2 separate regions of the Mus musculus genome follow, and region 1 is linked to region 2. A link is a contact called in public Micro-C data. All regions are on one chromosome and are shown on one strand. The core of a region is the stretch at or near the end of the contact, and the rest is flanking DNA. Distances in the headings are between cores, read along the strand shown.

Region 1 (6,688 bases), core at 832-3,331, 99 kb before region 2:
TTCTTCCTCTAACTCTTCCATTGGGGTCCCCGGGATCAGTCCGATGATTGGCTGTATCTGCATCTGTTTTAGAGATGCGGAACCTCTCAGGGGACAGCCATACCAGGCTCCTGTCAGCAAGTGCTTGTCGGCATCAGCAATAGTGTCAGGTTTTGGTGTCTGCAGATAGGATGGATCCCAAGGTAGGAGGTCTCTGGATGGCCTTTCCTTCAGACTCTGCTCCATTTCTTGTCCCTGAACACAGCTCTTTTCCTTTTCACCCGACTCTGTGCAGTACCTTGAACTTTTCTAAGCTTGTAGGTTTCCTTGAACAAATCCCTTAGTAGTATGAATGACACACTTTTACCCCTAGAGGGAGTTTGACACATTTCCTTCTACTCCACAGTCCTGTTGTTGTTGTTGTTGTTGTTGTTGTTGTTGTTGTTTAATGAATCAAGAGCAAAAGGCAATATTTAAATCTAAATCTAGATCTTTAACCAAGAGATATATCTTCTAAAAAGGCAGGTGTAGCTTTGTGGGAAGAAATATAAATAGAACTGGACCCTTCTTTCTTCCTTTGCGTGGGAACAACCTTTTGGTGGCTCCCAGTCTTCTACGACTAGTAGAAGACCTTGCCTAGTATTACACACCCTGGGAAGGCAAGTAAGAGAGAAGGAGACATCTTAAAGGACACAAATCAAAGGCAGAAAGGCCTTCTCCTATTATAGAACAAAAGGTTTGTCCTGCTTCAGAGAGAGACCACCGGGTGGGGTTGGCATTGCTATCTAGCTAGTATTAAAAGAGATCGTCTACACAGCTTCCTCTTCATTAGTCCTTGGGACTCCTCTGGATCTATTTGAGTAATGACAACATCCTGATGCCAGTACCGTACTGGACTGACTGACAGAAAATGGGATTGGTATAATAATCCTCTTTCTCTGAAATAATGAGAACAAAGAGGGTAAACAAATGTCCGTTTGCTTATGGTCACAAATCCAATCAGCTGTGAATGAATGTCAACACAGTCATTTATAATAGTTTAATGATCACAGTAATTCAACATGAACTCTCATTTTCAACCTTTAATTCATAAAATAAAAAGTTTGAGCCAAATCATGATCTCAAGCTACTTCAGAAAGAAAAATCACTTTGCAGAAATAATAGAGGGTGTTTGCTATGTGTCTGTTATGTGCGCTTTCTGTTGCTTTATGTTGGATTTGTTTTATTTTCTAAAACAACAGCAGGATGTGAACTCTATTGAGCAACTCAGAATGATAATTCTTGGGCCGGGGGCTATGCTCAGTGGTTGGGTCCTTACCTAGCACGGCCAGAGCCTCTGGGATGTGAGGTAGAGAAGAAAGAATTCTCCGTGGAAGTCTTACCAGTAGGTTACAAGGAGATTATGAAATCTGTGTCTAAAGAGAATTATTTGTAATTTTCTTGATGCCATACATCACCCACCTCTAGGCAGAGACCAAACCACAGTACCTTTATATAAGTTATCAATATCTTTACCAACTGTTACAAAGCAGGCTCATTTTTCACTTAGGACCAACATTTTTAAAATTGCTAATTTCACCCTAAGCCTATGAGTTTGGATTTAGGAATTAAATGTGTGTAGGCACCATTACACACATAAACCACTCTCTCCCCACATTCATGTGAGCCTCACGTTTCATATTCCTTGCTGTTTATGGCTCTGTCTTCCACTGCTTGGGGATGATGATGAGAAAGAAAGCTTAGTGGGGGGTAGGAGGAAGACGGCCGAAGAAGAAATGCAAAAGGACTTGAGGAGACCCAAACGACAGAAACATATGGTAGGGCAATTGTGTAATAATTCTGAGGGTCTGTTACTCACTTCAAGCCAAACTTTAATTGACTTTGGTCCCATAAAACATCCCCATGCAGAAAACATCGGCAGGCTGAGGGTGCCTCCAATTTTACGATTCTGAAACCAACCAAAGTGAAGATTATCTCTATACTTGAATTTTACCTCAAAATATAGAGACCATACATTTAAAATAGATATATGGCCTAAGCAGAATACTGAAGTCACTGACACCAGCTTTGCTTACTCATGCTTACTCATGCTTACTCATGGGAACAGAGGTCCCATGCTCTGGAGAATGAAATATCTCAGAACTCTCATTGCAGAGACTTTAAAATGAGTAGAGACGTTATTCTTAAGTGGTTTAAACAAAGCAGAATGGTGTGAATACAGTGAGTGGGCTGGAAGTCTACTGACCCAGTGGGTCCACAACTGATCTCTTACAAGGGAAAGGTTACAGGTGTGTTAGCTAACTCACTCCAGAGACTGAAGGGAGGGGAAGTAGGAAAAGATTTTGGGCACTTGGATGAATTTAAAATAACTAAAGCAAAGTCAGTTTTCCCCCCCCAAAGAATTTCTGCTGAGTTGTGTGTGGCACTACACAGCAAAAGGGAGAGTGAAATTTTCTGTAACCTTATGCTGTTTACAAGCAAAGCCTCTTTGGGGAAAGATATGACTCAAACACAAAGCGATTTAAACTGACATGGTACTCGAAATGTTGAGTGTTCAGCCAGGCAGATGCCATCAAAAAATCAGAGGTGTCCTGTACAACCATCTTTTTTCTGGTTAGGATCCCCTTGGTGGGTAGGCACTGAGTAAGACACCTGAGGAAACCACAGAAACCACAGCTATGCCTTTGGAGCTGTCTCCCCCTGGTGGTTAAAATGCTCCTATCAATCAACATCCTTAAAGCTATAGCTTGGCTCTTCCACCAAATCAGAAATAAAGGTCCCAGGGCACTTTCCAAAATGACTGCACATGTCCACCAGCAAAGAAACATCCTGAGAAGCAAAAGAAGAAGAAGAAGAAGAAGAAGAAGAAGGGGGAGGGGGAGGAAGAGGAGGAGGAGGAGGAGGAGAAGGAGAAGGAGAAGGAGAAGGAGAAGGAGAAGGAGAAGGAGAAGGAGAAGGAGAAGGAGAAGGAGAAGGAGAAGGAGAAGAAGAAGAAGAAGAAGAAGAAGAAGAAGAAGAAGAAGAAGAAGAAAAGCAAACCACAGAGACATCCCAACTCCAGAGCATGCGCAGTACAGTGGACTAAAACAAAGATGATACCCAAGGGGAGAGACTTAACAATGAGGAAAACTGTCTTAGTGAGGGTTTTACTGCTGTGAACAGACACCATGACCAAGACAACTCTTATAAGAACAACATTTAATTGGGACTGGCTTACAGGTTCAGAGGTTCAGCCCATTATCATTGAGGTGGGAGTATAGCAGTGTCCAAGCAAGCATAGTGAGGGAGGAGCTGAGAGTTCTACAACTTCATCTGAAGGCTGATAGAAGACTGACTTCCAGGCAGCTAGAATGAGGGTCTTATACCCGGCCCCCACAATGACACACTTGCTTCAACAAGGCCATACCTAATCCAACAAGGCCACACCCCCTAATAGGGCCATTCCCTGGGCCAAGCATATTCAAAACCACCACATGAACCAAGCTTAAAAATGCAAAACTGTAAAATTCCCCAACCCAGAACTCCTTGGTTATTCTCACACCTTGAACTATGCCACCCTGAACCTTTGGGTACATGGGGATTGGTTTGCTTTACTGAGTCAACTTTTGCTTAACCTATTTCTCAGCTCCATTCTTTCCTTTAAGGAGAACTAAGGAATACATTCCATCATATAAGAGTAGGAAGATTTTTAAAAAATAAAAGAGTAGGAAGATAAATTAGTACTACCACATTGGAAACACCTTCAGCAGGGTCCTTCAAATTAAATATATATATATATACTATGATCCTGTAATTCTATCCCTGAATACCTACCCAGGGGAAGTGTCATATACCTAGCCAAATATGTGTATAAGAATGCTTATTAGGATCTATACTTATAATAAGCAAGGTTAGTGTACCCTAATATTCAGTGTTTGAGTAAGTAACAAGTGTTATATTCATACAATATGATATGCAGCAAATAAAAACAACATATTACCTCAGGTTTCAAGGCCATGATTAAATCTCTTACTGAGTGGGAAAGAGTATACACATTCATATACTTTCATATGAATTACAAAATGAGTAAGGCTGGTCTATGATTATACAAGTCCTGCCACTATTTTGTCTGGAGGAAGCTATAAAAAACAATCTTTCTAGAGTAGTGGATATGTAGGCTATACATATAAATAAAACGGCATCAAGCTGCCCAATTTGGTGGTGCCTCAGCAAAAACCATGAAACACAGAGGATCGTTTACTTTTAGAAATAGAAAATAACATAACAGTGTTTGCCAGCATGGATTCCACACATGAGGAGACAAGTGGGAAAGTTAATAAAGCTTGCTAATATTGTGCAACTAAAGAGTCCAATGTTAAATTCACTGGGAGCTTACCCTTTGCTGGAACTCTACTTAAGCCATACATGGGTTCAACAGAAGAGTCATCCTAGTTTTCTCTCTGAGGCTGTGATAAAGCAATGACCAAATCAGCTTGGAAGAGAAAATGAGTCCTTTGGCTTAGGAGTTACACTGGAGTCAGGAGCTGAAGCAGAGACCACAGAGGAGTATTGCTTACTGGCATGCTCTCCATGGATGATCAACTTGCCTTCATATATAACCAAAGACCACCTGCCCAGGGGGCCTACAGCCCACAGTGGGATGGGCCTTCCCACACTAGCCATTAACCAAGAAAATATCCCATAGGCATTCCCACAGGCCAATTTGATAGAATCAGTTCTTCAACTGACATCCTGTCTTCCCAACTGTCTCTAGTTCCTGTCTACTTGATAAAAAAACAAGCCTGTGTAGAACAGTATCCCTTTTTTATGAAGCACATGGTATCACCATGAAGATAATAATTAAACAAATAATCTAATAATAGAGATATTTTTCCATTAATGTTGTATATATGAATGGGGAGCCCAGGGTATTTTTTAGCAAGTAAGCCTGAAGTTGAAGACAGATCACTGGCTCTCAGAGTTCTGTGTTCTTGAATTTACCCATCCTACCATCTTCCAAAATCTGTAAACTCAGCCCTCTATGGAGTAATTTCTCAATATTTCAAAAACCAGCAGAATAAATGGAAGGGTGTCTCTGTGTCTCTTCTCCAGTACTTCCCCCCAAATATTCCGTTTCAGAAAGGAAGTCTGATAAAACTATTGCTCCTGAAATTTGACTTCTACACACTAGGTCTCTTTTATTTAGCTTTGTAAATTACAGAGCCTGGTAATAGTTTCTCTGCCTCCTTCCCTTCAGATATCTGCCTCCTGTGTCTATTTGATATGTATGTGGACCCAACGTAGCCAACATAGGAAACAGAGCCAACAGTAAATTCATCCTGAGATAACCAAGACATCTGCAATAAAATCAAAGCACACATCTGAGTTCTCAACCATTCTCTGAGTAACAAGCCACAGGTCAGTATTTGGCTGGCACAATTTGCTGTGCAGAAAGATTCCTCTTGGTTCCATGCAACAAAGCACAAATCACGAGTAGCCTCAACTTTCTTGGACAGAAGCACGGTAACACCACTCTTCAGGGTGGAGCGGTTTGAAGTAGATGCTGAGACAGGACTGGAGCAAGCATGATGGTTTGATTCAAGAACTCATCCTAGGAAAGCAGGAGAGACTAGAGAAGGAGAATGCTGGGTTGTATGCATCTGGCCTCCATCAGAAGACAACTAGGAGGCTGGGAGATATATTTCTGAGATGGTCCACCTGAGAGGTGGAGAACGCTGGTGTGTTTATGCCCCAGCTCCCATCAGCAGTGCCTGGGGCGCTGCTCTTGTGGCTTTAACTCTCTCCGATTTCCAGTATGTCCCTTACAGAGGCTGAGAACACAGCTATATGTAGCAAAAGCCCACAGGAAAAAGTCAACAGCCTTCGCAGCAGGACACCATCTGTGCAGAGGGAAGCGGCAAATTTGAGACCATATGGATGGATGGTAACACAAATAACTCAATTAGTGAAGCATTCACGTGAAAGCATGCAATGGAGTCATTCTTTGAACACAAGGGCCAGGTGTGTGGTCTTACTCAGTCCTGTGAAAATTCAGCTGAAGGAAGACATAGACTTCACTAGCAACTGCTTTCAACACTGGAGAGCCGGCTAGGGATATGCCATCCTTTTCTCCCCCCTTACTTAAACTGTGGACAACCTTCGGCCTAATTCTAATGCTTAAAAGAATTCTTGTTCTCTGCAAAAGTTACTCTTGTCCTTCATCTGCAGCAAAATGCTTCCTGTGCATCAAGGGATTCTTTCCCTGGCCAAAAGAAAGAAAGAAAAGAGAATAAAGTCCACATATATTATATTTGATATATTCTGAACGTACCGAAAAGGTAAAAAGAAGTGGAAACTGAAAGAACATTTGCACAACTCTCTCCTCTTCTACTATTTTCTGAAGCACTGCTCTAAGGTTAAGAAGAAATTATAAAATCTAATAAAAGGTTGGGACTCTTAGGATTTATGACCTAGATCATTCTATTTGAAGCCGTGTAAATGTTTTCCTTTCCTCAGCGGATGACCTCATGAGCATAACGTCATTTCCCTTTCCCATATCCTTAGCTCTGCTACTGACCTTCCCATTCCATTGAGACACACCAGTTTACATACTTCTTCCTTTGTGTCAGAATTGTCAGGATTCTCCCTTGACCGTTTTATACTTAAGTAAGAGCCCTGTTCTTACCCATCCTTTCAATATGACCTCTCCATTCCTTAAGTGTTTATTTTC
Region 2 (7,089 bases), core at 1,999-4,498:
ACCGCTTGTCCTAGAATGTTCTGTCCCTAGCCTGTTTCCTGGTCCTGTGTAAACTCACACCTCCGAAAGCAGTGGTCAAACTGAGTTCACTTCAGTACTGAGGTCTCTTATCTACTACTGCAGGAGGCTTAGATAAAAATCAGCTTTTACGCTTTAGGTACTGTTCTAGCTCTGGTTTTCCCTTGACGTATCAAGGGTTAATCAGTTATTAGCTGTCTTGACTTCTATTTCCTCAAACTTCTGAAACAGAATGTTCTAGAGTGCACTGGTCCAGAAGCTGGTCCACCTCACTCTGCCCCCAACTGAGGCCAGAGGAGATAGGCCAGTGGCAAGTCTCTTGATTCACTGTCTCGGAGATGCTTCTCAGACCCACATCAGCCCCACTGTTTAGTTTTGTTGGTCACGCTGATTAGTTTCCTAGTCAAACTCTTGGCTGAGGTCTTGTCTCTGTTCTGAAACATAGCTTGGTCTGGTCAGACAGCAGAACACTCGTCAGGTTCCCACTCCTGAGGAGAGTGAGCTTGCTCGTGTCATGCATACAACTTTCTTTTTCCCCACAGGACAAATGTATGTGGGATTCTAAAGAAAATCTATTACATGAACACGTTGGCATGAATTTGAAAATCACCATCTTCGTTTTTTACAAATGAACTACTAATGCCCTTTAAAAAATTATTTAACCTCACCCTCTAAGGGAATGTATAGCTTCTATACTTAAGAAAGTAAACATTAGCAGGGCAGTGGTGGTTCATGCCTTTAATCCCAGCACTTGGGAGACAGAGACAGGTGGATTTCTGAGTTCGAGGCCAGCCTGGTCTACAGAGTGAGTTCCAGGACAGCCAGGACTACACAAAGAAACCCTGTCTGGAAAAAAAAAAAAAAAGAAAAGAAAGTAAACATTAATCAGATTTGTATGTACACACATGTTTTTTTCTTATGGGACTTATACGAGCCTAGAAAATTAAACAGTAAAATAAAGTATAATAAAGACAAATGTTAAGACTGTAATGACTGAAAGCTACTTTAAATACTAAACAATTACAACAGGCTTAGTTCATAGGTGCATCGGCTATGAACACATCTCAAGGCTCTCAGCTTGACCACATCTGCAATTAACTAAAGCCCCAGATCCTAGGTTCACCTGTGAGGGATTTTTCTTGACCGGATTATTTGAAGTGGGAAGAGTCACCCTAAATCCAGATCTTTTGAGGTGGAACAATCTACCTTAAATTTGGGGCACACCTTCTGGTGGCTCTCTATATAAAAGACATGGAAGAAGGATGCTTGCAGTCTGCCTGCTCACCCTCACTCAGACTGGCAAAGTCCATTCCTTTCGCTAGAATTAGAGCTTCCTTCTTCAGGATTCTGGTGTGTGCAGCAGACCAGCGGAGACATCCAGCCTTGTGGATTGAGCTTCTGGATTCGGTGCTTGTTGAATTAAAATATTATAAGACACCCACGGTGGACAGTAGCTGAGGGATAACAGCTGGTATGTTGTCCTCCGGTCTTCACACTCTTGTGCACACACCTACCCTGTAGTTTTATTCTACTGGTTAATTGGAGCAAGGTCTCTTGTTCTCAAGTGAGCCCCAAACTTTTGGACTCCTAGGCTCTGATTCCTCCTGTCTTAGCTTCCCCAGTAGATGGGACTACAAGCCCCCATCACTACATAGGGTTTCCTCCAGCTTGTTGTTATTTATCTATTTATTTTGATGGGGTCTTATTCTGTAGCCCTAGGTGACCTGGAGCTCATGGGTAGACCATGGTTTCTTGGAACTCGCAGGGTTGAGGTTAAAGGCAAGCGCCACTGTGGCTGGCTTTCTTGGAGCTTTAAAGAAAGAAAAATACACAGAAAGCAAATATCAGAAATTCAAATGATTTCAGACATCTCGGGAAATTTTGGAAATTTGAAGAGGGGCTTATGATTTTTGTTCATTTGGATTTTCCAGAGAGTGTTTCACTCGTCACCAGAGCCTGGCCTCAGGACTGAAGTCCTGGACTGGGATTCCAGTCTGTCCACCACACTTAGATCACATAATACCAATACCTAACTGAGTATCGATTTAATACTGAACACTATTCTGTAGTTACAGCTCTGACTGCCAGATATCCTAGAGTAGATGACATCTACTACTACAGCCAGTGCTGTCTACCCTGCCACTCAGCACAGGGCCTGAAATGGTTAATCTGTGAGATGCACCACTGTCCCCCTCCCCTCTGGAGGGACACAAAGACTCTTTAGGCATTAACAATCATTTGAAGTGTAAAGACAAAGGCATTAACAATCATTTGAAGTGTAAAGTGTGAAGGCTTAAAGACCCTGTTGTTAAATCTCACCTTTGAAATTCAAGCATGCCAGGAGATGGGGTTTCAGGTCCTTTCAGAACTCTGGCTAATCAGGAACTCTTCTAGACCTGTTTGTTTTAACCTGGTACCATTAGAACTGTCCAAGAACCCTCTGTGTAAAGGCAAGGAATTGTTCACACCCTGGCAGAGTTTTTTTTTCCCCCTTACAGTTTAGAAGCCAGCCATCATCAGTTAGGTGTGAAAGCTGAAGTGAGGCTGCTGAACCCCTGTTGGAGGATGGGTTCCGTCCAAACACAGGGAGGAAGTCTAGGAACCACACAAGGGACCCCAGCTCAAGAATGGAGATCTAGAACAGTGCAGAAGGGAACAACTTAAATGTGGGTGCTCAAAAGCTGCAGCCTCATGGCAGGAGAGCTAGCACCAGTCATACAGTTTTAGGTGTGCCCCTCGTGCTTGCAGTAGTATGCTAAACATCTCAGTTAAAACAGCGAGTAAACAATAACCGTGAACAATGAATCCTGACCAGAAAAAATAACAACACACAGGTGTCTGTATTTTAGCTCTAGCCTAAGGGACTAAGCTTACTCTCAAGTCAAATATGAATGATCAGAACTCGAGGACACGGATTCAGATGACAGCCAACGCTAAGTCACAACTGTGTAACAATTCTCTGGGGGTTTTTACAATTACAGACCAAAAGAGAGCAACAAATCAAGACACTTTGGGAAGGTATTGATGGAAATGTTACCAGGTCCGAGGGTTACCATACAGCAGAAAAACCTCCTTGGAGGTTTCATGTAGGGTCTGCTGACAGTCTTAGCCTTGAGCTGGGGATCCTGTGAAAGGCACAAAGTTTAGATCAACAAGTGGCTACGGAGGAGCTAAAGACAGTTCAAGGTCACTTGGCCATCATCACGGGGTTTTGGATCAGCTGACCAGCTTTGCGGAATCTTTAACACAAGCCTGTCCCACAGTCCTTGCCTCAAGAGGAACAGGAATGTCCATGCCTGAGAGGCAAGGGAAGGCTCTCCACAGGAAGGAAATAACAGTCTGTCTGTCTGTCTGTCTGAATAACTGAGTAAAATAAACTAAGTACGCTTGTTCTTAGAGGGACTGAGATGAACACCTAAGTTAGCAACTAAAATAACTGAAATTCAAGAAGCCATACTCATTCTAGCCAAAGGAGATGGTCTCCAATTTCTGTTAACTATTTTACTCCGGTAAGGATCATAAATCTCTCCATTTAGTGTGTCTGTTTCTCCACTTCTCTCCAGTTTGCTCTGTGGGACAGCAAAGTAAAACTGAACCCTGCCTATTTTATTTTGGCATAATAGGGTTTGAACTACAATTATGTAAAGCAAAACAAACAAACAAACAAACTTAACAAACTACTTTTCCTGTTTTTATTTATTGTTTGGTGGAGGAGTGGTTGGGGGAGCAGTAGCACATAGTAGGACCAACATATTTCAGCACATTATCATGAATGTTTACAAAACCTATATGGTTTTTTGTTGTTGTTGTTGTTTTGTTTTGTTTTGTTTTTCTCTTTTAAAAAAACTGGGTCCAAATGGCTCCAAAGAGTTGTGCCCGCGTGCGTGTAGCAAGGGATAGTGAATTCTATCAACAGAAACAGTTGCTGTTTGTTGTGCAAGATAAGAGAAAGTGAAAGTGCGACTATTTGCACGGGGGGGGGGGGTGGGGGGTTGGGGGGGGGGTTGGGGGGTTGGGGGGGGGTTGGGGGGGGGCGGGGTAACAACTGTGGCTTGCTAGATTCTGGCCCCGAATGGAAAAGGTTAAGAAACCACTGCATAAAGGCGGAGGCAGCCAAACAAAACAAAACACCAAAACATCCTCAACTGTTCCCATGGCCTGTCTACCTCCTTGCTGGCAGCCAGGAAGTATGCGTTCTCAAAGCAGTGGTCGGAAAGCCTGGGCTAAGACACCCGACCACACCAAGTGAGGTCTTTTGCTGGGAGCTGTGGCCACTTGTGGAATCTTTTCATTTCCGAGTACAGGGGTGACCTGCCTGCTCTCAGCAGCGCCCCCTCTTAAACGATCACGGTTAGCGCTGTTTGGACTGAGAGGTCTGGACATTTTCAAGTGGTTTCATTAAAAAGTTCCTGGAGGATAAGCCAAATAATTGCAGAAGAATGGGCTTGCAGTGGAAATAACCGAGACAGTCCTAAAGGCCCAAGTGTATTCTGTTTCTTCGGGACAAAGGAACCGATCTAGGATGGTGGAGGCTCATGCTCGCAGCTGGAGTGTCTCCCCCACGAATATAATCTATTTTCTGTTGTCAATAACACAATATCACCAAACGATCAAATTCTAAAGAAAAGGAGTTGATTTTGGCTCACGATGTCTTTCTTGCTGAGAAATCATCACAAGGCCTCATATGGCAAAAGACAGGGAGCATGTGCTTGTGTGCATGTATGCATGTCTCTATGACACCCCTCCCCTTTTGTATAAAGCTGTATGAATCCTATCATGGAGCCTTGCCTGAACCTAATCACTTTTCAAAGCAGGAACTTTTTAGAGAGGTGGGCTATTTCTATGCTCTTTGTCCCCTAAAGGCTTATAGGTTGGTCACCAATAGTGCTCTTGGGAATGGATGAAGCTTTAGGCTCTGGGGTTGGTGGAAGGGAGGTATATCACTGGAGCCTTTCGTGGAAGAGGTTATTGAAACCCCTGAGCCTGAGTCACCAACACACCTCCATACTTCATGCCTGCTGTGAGGCTATTATTTCATGGCCCCAGGATTGCCTGTGGGGCCACAGACCTGAAGTAATAGAGACAAGTGACCATGGCAGAAACTGTAAAACTGTCAGCCCAAATGCATGCATGCTCCCATGTCTGAGCTCTCTAGGGAGCTGCCACAGTAACAGACGCTCACCACATTCAGTAGCAGTCCCATTGTCTGGAGCTCCACTCTGCCACTATCTGAGGAGGTATCCAAACCATATCCAGACCATGGCACCAGGTATTCTATGTGATTCCTATGTTATTATTCCATTTCATGAGTTAGTTAAATCTGGAAAGCCGCTCTCCCCAACACCACTTACTCAGAGGCAGAACTCAGACCAGTTCTCACAGACCAAGGCTTATACTCCAAATACCACACTGATTTTGTAACTTGTACAAATATCTTCCAAGTGTAGTCATAGAAAGAAGACAATTACAATTGCAAAAACTTCAGATCCAGAAGTACAATGGCTGTGTGAAAGTTCACTTGTCATGGAACAAGGTTGGACCACACACTGGACGAGAATGAGCAGAAAAATCATATATGGCGAACTTGAAGACAAATCTGAATCATATCCACTTGTGCTAGAGTTTTACAAAGAGCCAAAGCTTTATATAAACCAAACAGATGTATTTCTGGTTGCTTATAATTGAGACAAGTAAAAGAACCAAGGTCTCAGCCTTTCTTCCTCCTCTTCTTCTTCTTCCTCCTCCTCCTCCTCTTCCAGGCACAAATGGTAGCCTGGCGTGGCAGCACATGTCTGTAATTATATCACTTGGAAAGCAGAGAGAGAAAAAAACCCTCAGGATTGCCAAGTCATTCACAGCTATACATTATGTTTGTGCTAGCCTTGGCTACATATAACCCTATCTCAAAACAAAGGTTTGCAGATGGTATGCGGATCTAGAGGGAACCCCCGTCTTAGTTAGGGTTTTATTGTTGTGAAAAAACACCATGACCAAGACAACTCTTATAAAGGACAACATTTAATTGGGGCTGGCTTACAGATTCAGAGATTCAGTCCATTATCATCAAGACAGCAGCATGGTAGCATCCAGGCAGGCATGGTGCAGGAGGAGCTGAGAGTTCTACATCTTCATTTGAAGGCTGCTAGCAGAATACTGATTTCCAGGCAGCTAAGATGAGGGTCTTAAAGCCCACACCCATGGTGACATACCTACTCCAATAAGGCCACACCTCCAAATAGTGCCACTCCCTGGGACAAGCATATTCAAACCATGACACCACCTGCCCCCCAAATAAAACCTACTAAGAATAGTAGTTATCTCACAGCGTGGACAAGTAAGCTAGCCATGGATACCGGAGACATTCATCAACATACAGCCTAGTTGCAGGTTACCTATGACCAAAGTTTCAACTGGGTTCTGGACATTTTTAATGTAGTATCCGAAGGTCCCATTATCTCATAGCTTCCAGAAGTTTGGCGGACATGATTAATTATGGAGTCTCTAAAACAAATTGTCTCTTGTTTTTTCATTTCTCTTTTCGAAGAGCCACATTATATCTATCAGTGGGTACTCAGACCTTCATCTTGTTCACTCCAGTACCTACTGATCCAGAGCACTTCCTGTTGGTGAGGAGATTGTAGCAAGAACAGCATAGCCAAAGAATTCCTGGATTTAGGAGAATGGTGCTCATATGCTCTGTTCAATTACGTGTCAATACGCTAACAGTGAACCGTGATCAGGCTCACCAAATGCTCGCCTTCTGTCTTTGACATTCTGTCAATGATACATTATGGCAATTATATTTAATTCCAAGGTTACATTTCTTTATATTTTTTGAAATAAGAATGATATAAAGTGAGCCAGGCGTGGTGGCGCACGCCTTTAATCTCAGCACTTGGGAGGTAGAGGAAGGCGGATTTCTGAGTTCGAGGCCAGCCTGGTCTAAGAGTGTGTTCCAAGACAGCCAAGGCTATACAGAGAAACCCTGTTTCAAAAAACCAAAAAAAAAAAAAAAAAAAAAAAAACCAAAAACCCAACCAACCAACCAACCAAACAAACCAAAACAAAACA

What was found. Hi-C and Micro-C count contacts between places; a contact is called where the count stands out from the background.
Region 1: a Micro-C map of trophoblast stem cells shows a contact between it and region 2, with 2.8 times the contacts expected there. The contact joins two enhancer-like sites. A contact is called at or near these places in 5 of 484 Hi-C or Micro-C datasets (the 63-12 cell line, the BV-2 cell line, the Ba/F3 cell line and 2 more) and 3 of 115 datasets of contacts at active chromatin or transcription factors (the HPC-7 cell line, the SCID.adh cell line and embryonic stem cells).

The regions. Positions count from the first base shown.
Region 1 is chr17:69,491,709-69,498,396 of GRCm38.p6, reverse strand. No RefSeq gene overlaps it. Among named protein-coding and RNA genes, the nearest start is that of A730049N16Rik, 19 kb to the right of the region's middle. Within about 2 kb of position 2,081, at least 15 of the 459 cell types and tissues checked have an H3K27ac peak or open chromatin away from gene starts, as enhancers often do. A contact at or near this core is called in trophoblast stem cells, where this site is marked.
Region 2 is chr17:69,393,505-69,400,593 of GRCm38.p6, reverse strand. No RefSeq gene overlaps it. Among named protein-coding and RNA genes, the nearest start is that of Gm49894, 13 kb to the right of the region's middle. Within about 2 kb of position 3,248, at least 110 of the 459 cell types and tissues checked have an H3K27ac peak or open chromatin away from gene starts, as enhancers often do. A contact at or near this core is called in trophoblast stem cells, where this site is marked.